Linked DNA regions of Rattus norvegicus: region 2 is linked to region 1. The links are chromatin contacts, called in public Hi-C maps. All regions are on one chromosome and are shown on one strand. The core of a region is the stretch at or near the end of the contact, and the rest is flanking DNA. Distances in the headings are between cores, read along the strand shown.

Evidence for each region. Hi-C and Micro-C count contacts between places; a contact is called where the count stands out from the background.
Region 2: a contact with region 1 is called in a Hi-C map of Schwann cells, with 13 times the contacts expected there. The contact joins two enhancer-like sites. A contact is called at or near these places in 2 of 12 Hi-C or Micro-C datasets (Schwann cells and mammary epithelial cells).

What each region holds. Positions count from the first base shown.
Region 1 is chr17:69,221,400-69,226,039 of GRCr8, forward strand. No RefSeq gene overlaps it. Among named protein-coding and RNA genes, the nearest start is that of Klf6, 230 kb to the right of the region's middle. Within about 2 kb of position 2,137, at least 9 of the 93 cell types and tissues checked have an H3K27ac peak or open chromatin away from gene starts, as enhancers often do. A contact at or near this core is called in Schwann cells, where this site is marked.
Region 2 is chr17:70,602,534-70,607,124 of GRCr8, forward strand. No RefSeq gene overlaps it. Among named protein-coding and RNA genes, the nearest start is that of Akr1e2, 41 kb to the right of the region's middle. Within about 2 kb of position 3,273, at least 23 of the 93 cell types and tissues checked have an H3K27ac peak or open chromatin away from gene starts, as enhancers often do. A contact at or near this core is called in Schwann cells, where this site is marked.

The DNA of each region.
Region 1 (4,640 bases), core at 887-3,386:
ACAGCCAAGATGCCTGTAGGAGGTCCAGACCTACTGGCTCACTGGCAAAGGACCATCCAGACTATTTTGCTGCCTTCAGCCTGTGCAGGGGATACAGGTTTCCGGTATTTGTGAGTGGTTATTGATTTATGGTAGGCCTTCTTGCTTTAGCTCGGAGTCCTTTCTGCTCCTATGCATAACCCCTCACTTATATTCCTGTAAGTAACCCCAATAACACTCATTAGTTCACCAAGTTGAACATTGGTGGGATCTATACTGTGGTCTATTGTGGGCTTCCTGAGTGGTGTGTGTGTGTGTGTGTGTGTGTGTGTGTGTGTGTGTGTGTGTGAGAGAGAGAGAGAGAGAGAGAGAGAGAGAGAAAGAGAGAGAGAGAGAGAGAGAAAGAGAGAGAGAGAGAGAGAGAGAGAGAGACCTCCCCTACAAAAGTCTGTCACAGCACAGTATGTCTGTGCATGGGATCTTATATGATCCTTCTCTAACTGACCAGAAAGTGAAAAGAATGAATCATGTCTTCTTTTTATTCAGCCTACATTCAAACTTCCCAGTATATGAAGGTTAAGGATATGTGGGTAGAAGGAAAAAAAATGATAGCGGGCCCATAAGAATCGCGGCAACTTAGCCAGATGCATTCCACACAAGGATTGCTTTTTCTCCCACCCTTTTTGTTAGAACACAGCTACCCTCATTTGACACTTTCATTGTGTCCGTGGCTACTTTTGCTTGAAGGATACAATTGAGAAACTGTAATGAAGCAATGATAGTTCACTGGGCCTAAAATATTTCTTATCTGACCCCATACTGACTGCTACTCTAGGCTCCTGGGACACTTGGAACTGAAGTGCTAGGGGAAAACCAAGAGAGCAAATCAAAACTCCCTTTCCTCAGGTTCAAAGGCGTCGGTTCTCCAAGACAGACAGCCATGAGGGATACTTCTGCCCCATGTCCTATTTTTTGGATGTTATAAACGGAGCCATTCAATCACATGCATGTGTGCCAAAATCTAGAATGCACTTTATGATTGGAAAAGCAAGCATGTGTGCAATTTGGACTGCATTATCAATGGCTCAGTGTGGACCGATTTCAAGTTATTTAAAGTCAGTTCATAAAAATGCACAACAAACGGACAAGTAAGCCTTTGCTCTAGTGCTGGTAGAAAATACTAATGACATTGGAGGAGTACAGACATACCTCAGCAGGTAACCATGCATTGCTCTTCCGGAAGACTTGAGTTCCCATCCCAGAACCCACATGGACTCTCACAATCACCTGTCACTCTAGCTACAGAAGACCCTATACCCCATTCTGACCTCTTCAGGAAGCTGAAGCTACACACACAGGCCCACACACAGACCTATAATGTAATTGACAACTAAATATTTTTACAGTGAAAACAATGATATTTGGGACATAACGTTAAATTCCAGAATGAAGCAGCTACAGAAGGGGGTTCACTCATTTAATAACTACCGGGAGCTAATTAAATAAACGACCGAGTAATCCGAGAACATCCTGTCCTAGATGATGGTGACAAGTCTGAAATTACATTGGAGCAGATGGAACAAAGATGTCAATAAATGCAAGTGAGATTGATTAAGCCTTTCAACCACTTTGCTTCTGTGATGCGACACCTCCCGAAGAGGCTGACTCCTTTAATGAATTCATTTTAGCGTGAACATGCACATCTCCATGTAGAAGCATACATACCCTCAAAGTTCTAAGAGGAAAACCAAGGGACTCCGCTGAGCGTGGAAAAGAATTTGGGGCTTCAGTATCAACAACTGGGAAGAGAATCTGCACCACTCTGGACCACCAGTGAACCTTTCTTGCCAAAACATGAAAGACAAAAAAAAAAAAAAAAGAATCCAGAAGACTACTTAGGGGTTAGGGAGAAAGTTCAAAAATAAAAAGGAGACAGGGAAGCACTGAAGTCTCTGGTATTTTATTTGGCTTTGAAGGAAGATCTTCCAGCTCATGAGGAAAATAGCATCATTGTTTTGTTGCTGATGGGGGGTTCCTAAGCTGTGGCTGTTTGAGCAATGACATCACAGCCAGGTCATGGTCCCTGACTCACCCCAGGCAGCCTTGGGAACAGAGGCAAGGCTGAGAGACAAGAAAGGACATTAGAGATGAGGAAGTACTTTTTTCAATAGAGAATGCTGACTAGCCCAGAGTGTGCGGCATGCCTGTGGCCCAGTGGCTCACTTCATAAGGGCAGGTCATCCTGGTTTGAGAGTGTGAATAAGCATTGTTTGTCTCCCATTATTACTACAGCGACCATTCAGCTGCCATCTCCTGTCTACAGGGCAAGGGCCAGTCAAGGGTCAATGAGAGGAAATGAGTTTACCACTGAAGTGCACAAAGTGATCATGCTTTCACTGCACCTGCTTGAAAACTTGCTCTCTCTAAAGGAGACTTTTCCCATAGCAATCATGCTAGGGGGTGAAGGGCGGTGTTCACAGGGGACATGATGAAGAGTTGCCACAGAACTTTTGGAGTCAGATGCAAGGAACTTGACAATTGATAAAATGTCTTCCTTAGCTGAATTCTCCCAAATTGTTCAGTGATTTTTGTTACCAGAGTTGTTACAGTCACAGCCTAGTCCCTGGCAGCCCTAACAAAGCATCTATTCCTAATAGGACAATTTAAAAAACATGGCAAGAGAGGAAGGCAGAGAAGGGAAGTATTTTCAATATGGCCACATTTAGAAAAAGAAAAAAGAAGTCTAGTGACCACTCACTCCTACTTCAAGTCCCTCTTCAAGACCCTGACATTCGATGTACATTCTGAGAGCAAGAGACATCCATCCTAAACAGCCCTGGTCAACGAGTGGTTCTGGCTATCACCGTTGTCTTTGCTCCAGTCTCTAACAAATTGTCAAAACTGTGAACTCTTCTTCTGTGAGACAAGAATCCCCCTTTTGGTACACACCAAGTTTCAGCATTTTCTATCACCCAGCAAGAGATTCCCGAGTAACTTCTAATTCCTTGTGGTCTATTGTTCCAATGATATGATATCTACAAGTGTCTCCTTGGGGTATCTTCTCGCTCCCAAAACATGACTAAGGAGAGAATCTGATTGTAGACAAGAGGATTGTTTTTGAGTCTCATAGGCTCCAACTCTAAAACAAAGGACAAAATAACACCAGGTAGAGAGCAATGATCTCTTCTGGGAAGAGGAATTTTATAAATCACTGTCCATTTGGTCATGTGCAGTGCTATTGCCTAACTCAGAACATGAAAATTCATTCATGGCTATGAAAATCTTAAGGGATTATATAATCGTGTATAATTATCCATATTGTGCTTTAAAAGCAAAGCTAAGAATGTTCTAAAAAGCATCATCATTTTTTTCTTCCATAGGGACATTCATGCTTCTTTATTTGATCAGACAGTATTTCAGCCTGTACCTCCATGAAGCTTCCATAAATTTCTTTCCCACTGTTTTAAAGCACTTCTTTTCATCTTTCCTAAAACTCCCCTGTTCGAACTTCAAAGACAACCTCATGAATCAAGTAGGCAAGGATTTGGCTAACAGAACCACCTTGTGTAAGCAATGTCTTTCATGAATGTATGAATCTTGATCATCTCTTTCACCTCAGCATTCATCTTCTTCCAAACATAAAATGCCCAATTTTACACCCAGTTCTTGCATGGATGGTATGCTGAATACTTGACCATGACACTTGCTCCCTCGTCCCATAAATATCACAGCTCTTCATGCATCTGTATATTCAAGGATACAAATAACACGTAGAGTGTTTCATGTACAGAATTAATATATGGTGTGGTAGAATAGGAAATATTTGTGTGTTTATGTGTATGTACATCATTGCAGGTTTATATGTACGCAGATGCACATGTATGTATATGTTCATGTGCATATATGTGCACATGAATGTGTAAGTCAGAGGTCAGTCTTGGATGTCATTCCTTGGGAGCTGTCCACCTTATTTATTGTGACTCTAAATAAGCTAGGTTAGCTGACCAGTGAGACCCAGGAATCCACTTCTGTCCACCTTCTTAGCACTGGGATTAAAAGTGGGTGCCACCACACCTGGCTTTTTGAACTGAGTCCTGGCTTGATCTTCTGCCTCTCTCTGATGTTCAAGTCTGTATCTCAAAGAAGAAGCTCAGAGATCTCCTAGGTGATTAGCAACAAGCCCATTACACGACTGCTCTTTGTTTTCTAGCAAGTAGCCACAAATATCAAAACAGAAGAGTTATACAATGGAGGAATTAGTCACGTAACTAATCAATCTTCAGCACGTGCAAAGCCTATTAGGTTTAAACAAATTGTTTCAAAGGTAATTCATCCAGATGCTCTTTAAATGTTGTATTTAAAACCTGATATATTATATAGTTATAATATCAAAAATGTCTAACACATCAATAAACAGTCTGATGAGATATAAGCATGAGCCATTTTCTTTAGGGATACCTTATTTTATTGAGTATGTAAGAGGTAGATCTTTGGAACTAAAATATAATTTCAAACTACATCAAATCACTCATCAGAATAAAGCTTATAGTTTTATACCTATTTTTAATTTGAAATACTGAATATTTCCTTGTTGAACCTGACAGACATCCATAGCTTTCTCATCTCTGGTGTTCTGCCTTTTTCTATTCCTGCAATGCTAA
Region 2 (4,591 bases), core at 2,023-4,522, 1.4 Mb after region 1:
AAACTAGATAACATGGATGAAGCAAAGAAGTGCAGGCTGACAGGAACGGGATGTAGATCTCTCCGGAGAGACACAGCCAGAATATGACAAATACATAAGTGAATGCCAGCAGCAAAACACTGAACTGAGAACAGACCCCCGTTGAAGGAGTCAGAGAAAGGACTGGAAGAGCTTGAAGGGGCTTGAGACCCCATATGTACAACAATGCCAAGCAACCAGAGCTTCCAGGGACTAAGCCACTACCTAAAGACTATACATGGACTGACCCTAGACTCTGACCTCATAGGTAGCAATGAATATCCTAGTAAGAGCTCCAGTGGAAGGGGAAGCCCTTGGTCCTGCCAAGGCTGGACCCCCAGTGAACAGGATTCTTGGGGGGTGGGCCGTAAAGGGGGAAGGATGGGGAGGAGAACACACATATAGAAGGGGAGGAAGAGGAGTTAGGGGGATGTTGACCCGGAAACTGGGAAAGGGAATAACAATTGAAATGTAAAGAAGAAATACCCAAGTTAATAAAGATGGAGAAAAAATAAAAAAAAATTAAAGAAATAACTACCATTCACAAATAAATTCACTACAGGAACCTTCTGCTCAAGATGTGTACTCCTTTCTGAAGCTAAGTTGTCTCTGAAATCAACAACAACCAAATACTTCTGTGCTTGCCAAAATTAATAAATACCCATTTCCATTTCTCCATCTCCAATTGGGTAACTACTCGGTTGGCTATGTCCCTCTTTTGGCTGCTTTGGAGCTTGTAATGGGTGAGGTAAATATTTACAGTCAAGTGTGAGTGTCCACAAGAGAGTCACCTTGGTCCAGATCGCAGCAAGCTTAGCATATTAAGGCTGACCAGGGAAAACAATGAAAATGTCAATAAGGGCATCATCAAACCCCACTAATGGCTATAGAGGCTATGCCTTATTAAAACAGGCAGCGAGCAGGAAGACACTGGAAACCCATCAGCTCACCCAGCTAGTCCTTTTTATTCTCAAATAGCATGAAACCAAAGGGAATTTGAAAGAACCCATTTAAATGTGGACAAATTGTGGAACGCTAAATAACATTTTAAATATAAATTTACCAGAGGCGCACATGCAAAGATACGAATTTGTCAGCGACCACGTTTTTATTCACAATGTACTCACACTGATCTTTTGGAAACCGTTCTTATGTTGACTGATAAATAATAGTCAATTTTATACTGAATAGAAACCCCCTTAAATGTCCTAGCCATTCAAATATCGTTCCTGCTTTCTCAGATCCATCTTTAAGATGACTGACTGACAATCTGACCACAGAGACACAGAATTATACTTGCTAGATGTTCGCATCTTTTTTTCAAAAATGTGGGAACACTATACCTCGGGGTTCACATTATTTTTAGATTTATTTCAAATTCGCAGATCATATTATTAAAAACATATGTATAATATAAAGTAAAAGAGAGGCAAACATATACTGTGCTCGCCAAATAATTCTCTTTTCGTTACTATGAAAACTGGCAATTTCTTGAATATTTCAAAGGCCTTTGAACCACATGAAGTTCAGATACTTACAAACAGCATGTAGTTCAGTTCTTTCTGCAAACCAGTATAAAATTCTTAACTGACCTGAAGGGTACTTCTTGACTAGAATAGTATTTTAATGGAGTGTTAAGAAAAATGCATAATGAAGAAGGTGCCATTTAAGAGTTCCCTATAAATCAAAGCAGGGAATTATTGGTGTAATAATACATATAACTTTGATAATGTTTAATGTTATTATTTTTAAAATAATAATCCTAACTGCTGACTTAGTAAGCACATATTTCATAAACTGCCTCTTTACCAACAATATTTCTTTTCTTTCATTTTTCCAAATGGTACAAACCAATAATAAATGATACTAATGTTAGTTAACTAGTCCACAAAATTGAGTACTGTAATATTTTGTGTATTAGTTGAAATATAAAATTAAAACTCATATATCAATAAAATGAAGTCACATTTCAAATTTATGTATCAATCCATTTGAAAAATATGGGCGATTGAGGATGCCATAGCTTTAAAAGGTACTTGAGAATGCTAGATGTTTTAATACATAACTTTAAAATATGGAGCTTGGAATTTACTCTGAAGTCAATCATGCATCCTGCATGAACTTCAAAATATTTATAGTTGTCTTAAGCTCAGGATAAGAATGCAGAAGCACAACACAAGCACACACATTGGTTATTTCCCAAGTGGGGACATTCTCCATTCTTAGTCCCCCCGTTACCTCTTTTTGTAGAAGCCATTTGTTTCAGACATTTGTTTGATTTCATTTTGCCTGGAATTATTATTTCGTTGAAGAAATAAAAACTGGTCACGAAACCAGGGCCTGGGGGGGACACGTAAAAATATGTTAAAAACATTTCTGAAGGTTCCCCTTCCTTATTTTTGAGAAATTAGACATATCTGCACCATGTTGGAGAACTTAAAATGTCATCTCAGACATGAGTAAATCTGCCTGCTTTAACACAAAAAGGGGGGGGGGAGATTTTTACATCAACGATGATATTTAGAAACCCTTAAGCATTATTTTATAATTTCTTCCTGAGGGCATAAAAACCTTTCTACTCGGTTCTGGAATCAATAAACAACGACAGTGTCAGGAAGACACACTCTTGGCTCAAATGCAGCTTTTAGAAGCGTTTTGTTGTTTTCTCGTTGGTGGCACTTTTTTTTTTTTTTTTTTTTTTTTGAGTTTCCTGTCGCTGAGTCACATTGTACTCTAACTTCCCCTTGGAACCATATGGGGAAGTAATAAAGTGCCTCTCAGGACACAGCTAGGCAGTGTTCCTTAACTGACTAAGGGGAAGACTATGAACGCCTTACCGTTGTCATAGATGGCCATTCAGCCATACAAAGCAACAGAGGAACCGGAAATGAGTAGGAACAATGGATAATGGGCACTTTAACAGCTTTAGGATTTTTATGAAAAAAAAAAAAGAGGAAGAAGACAGACACGACCTTTGATAAAAGCACAGGATCGCGACGTCCTTAGTCATTTCTATTAAAAGCCTCTTACAGGACTTGGACACAACCACAGATGCCAGTTGCCAAAACGTAGTGTTTGGGGCTTTGTTTGTTTGTTTGTTTTTAATAATTTAAATAAACTGTCTTTAGGATTAAATCTTGCACACTATAGCACCACTTACTGTCAAAACAATTAGGAGAATTCAGCAGCAAACAAGCAGTCCCTTTCCCGGAAATGCCAAGCAATGTGAACATGTCTAAGGATTTAGCGCCATCTGCAGGAAACAGGAAATAGAACCTCGAGACTACGAAATTCTCACTGCTTGGGTTCACTAAAGCAGATTGCTTTTGTCTTTTCCAGCTGAAAACCTCCCTACTTCTGTGTCTAAAATGCATAGAGCGTCAACAATAGTGACGGATCTTCAGTCCTAAAATAATGAAAATGCAAACAACACTAAATTCAAGCAGCAAGTCGTGCGTGCGTGCGTGCGTGTGTGCGTGCGTGCGTGCGTGTTGTAAAACAAAATTAGTTAAAGAAAAAAGGCCAGGAATTTGATGAGGGGGAATGGCAGGGTAGACAGGAGGAAGGTGGGACGTTATATAAATATATGTAGCTGAATTTAATTTTTAGAACACTTTTTCCTTATTTCTTGCAAATGATGTCATTGTCTGATGAAAGTTCTAGAAAAGAGTACAGAGGGTAAGGTAGATGTGACTCTTTGACTCATCCATTACTAAGGCTTTGTTTGGATCAATTTTATTCCCTTTGGTTAGAGTTATCATTGTTGTGACCAAACACCACGACCAAAGCCACTTAGGGAGAACAGGGTTTCTTCAGCTTACTCCTCCACATCTTCTGTTCATCCCTGAAGGAAGCCAGGATAGGAACTAAAACAGGTCAGAAGCTGAAGCAGAAGTCTTGGAGGAATGATGCTTACTGGCTTGCTTCACATGGCTTGCTAAGCCTGAGTTCTTATAGCACCCAGAACCACCAGACTCTGGGTTGGGTTTTCCCACAATGGGCTGGGCCCTTCCCCAGTGATCACTAATTAAGATGCAGTGCTCCAGGGGCTGGGGATTTAGCTCAGTGGTAGAGCGCTTACCTAGGAAGCGCAAGTCCCTGGGTTCGGTCCCCAGCTCCAAAAAAGAGAACCAAAAAAAAAAAAAAAAAAAAAAAAAGGATGCAGTGCTCCACAGGCTTTCGTGCAACCTGATCTTATGGAGACATTTTTTTCATTACGTGTTTCCTCTTCTCAAATGACTTAAGCTTGTGTCGAGTTGTCATAAAACTAGCCAACACTGTTTTTAAATTTCCTTTTATGTAGGGGTGCGGTGTGTGCACATGAGTGTGCATTAGTATGCATTTATGACTCCCGGGGACTTGAATTCATGTACTCATGCTTTTATAGAAAAACGTTCTTACCCACTGAACGTCTTTCCCTATCTCTCCAGTCCCTCTTGTTTATTTTTAAGCCATTCTCCAAACACATACTTTACAATTTTTCCAGAATAGATACTATGGAGAAACACTTAGAGAGCCCTTCCCAAGACACACCAGTAGTTTCAAAGCAAGAATCATCGAATGCTAGTACCAA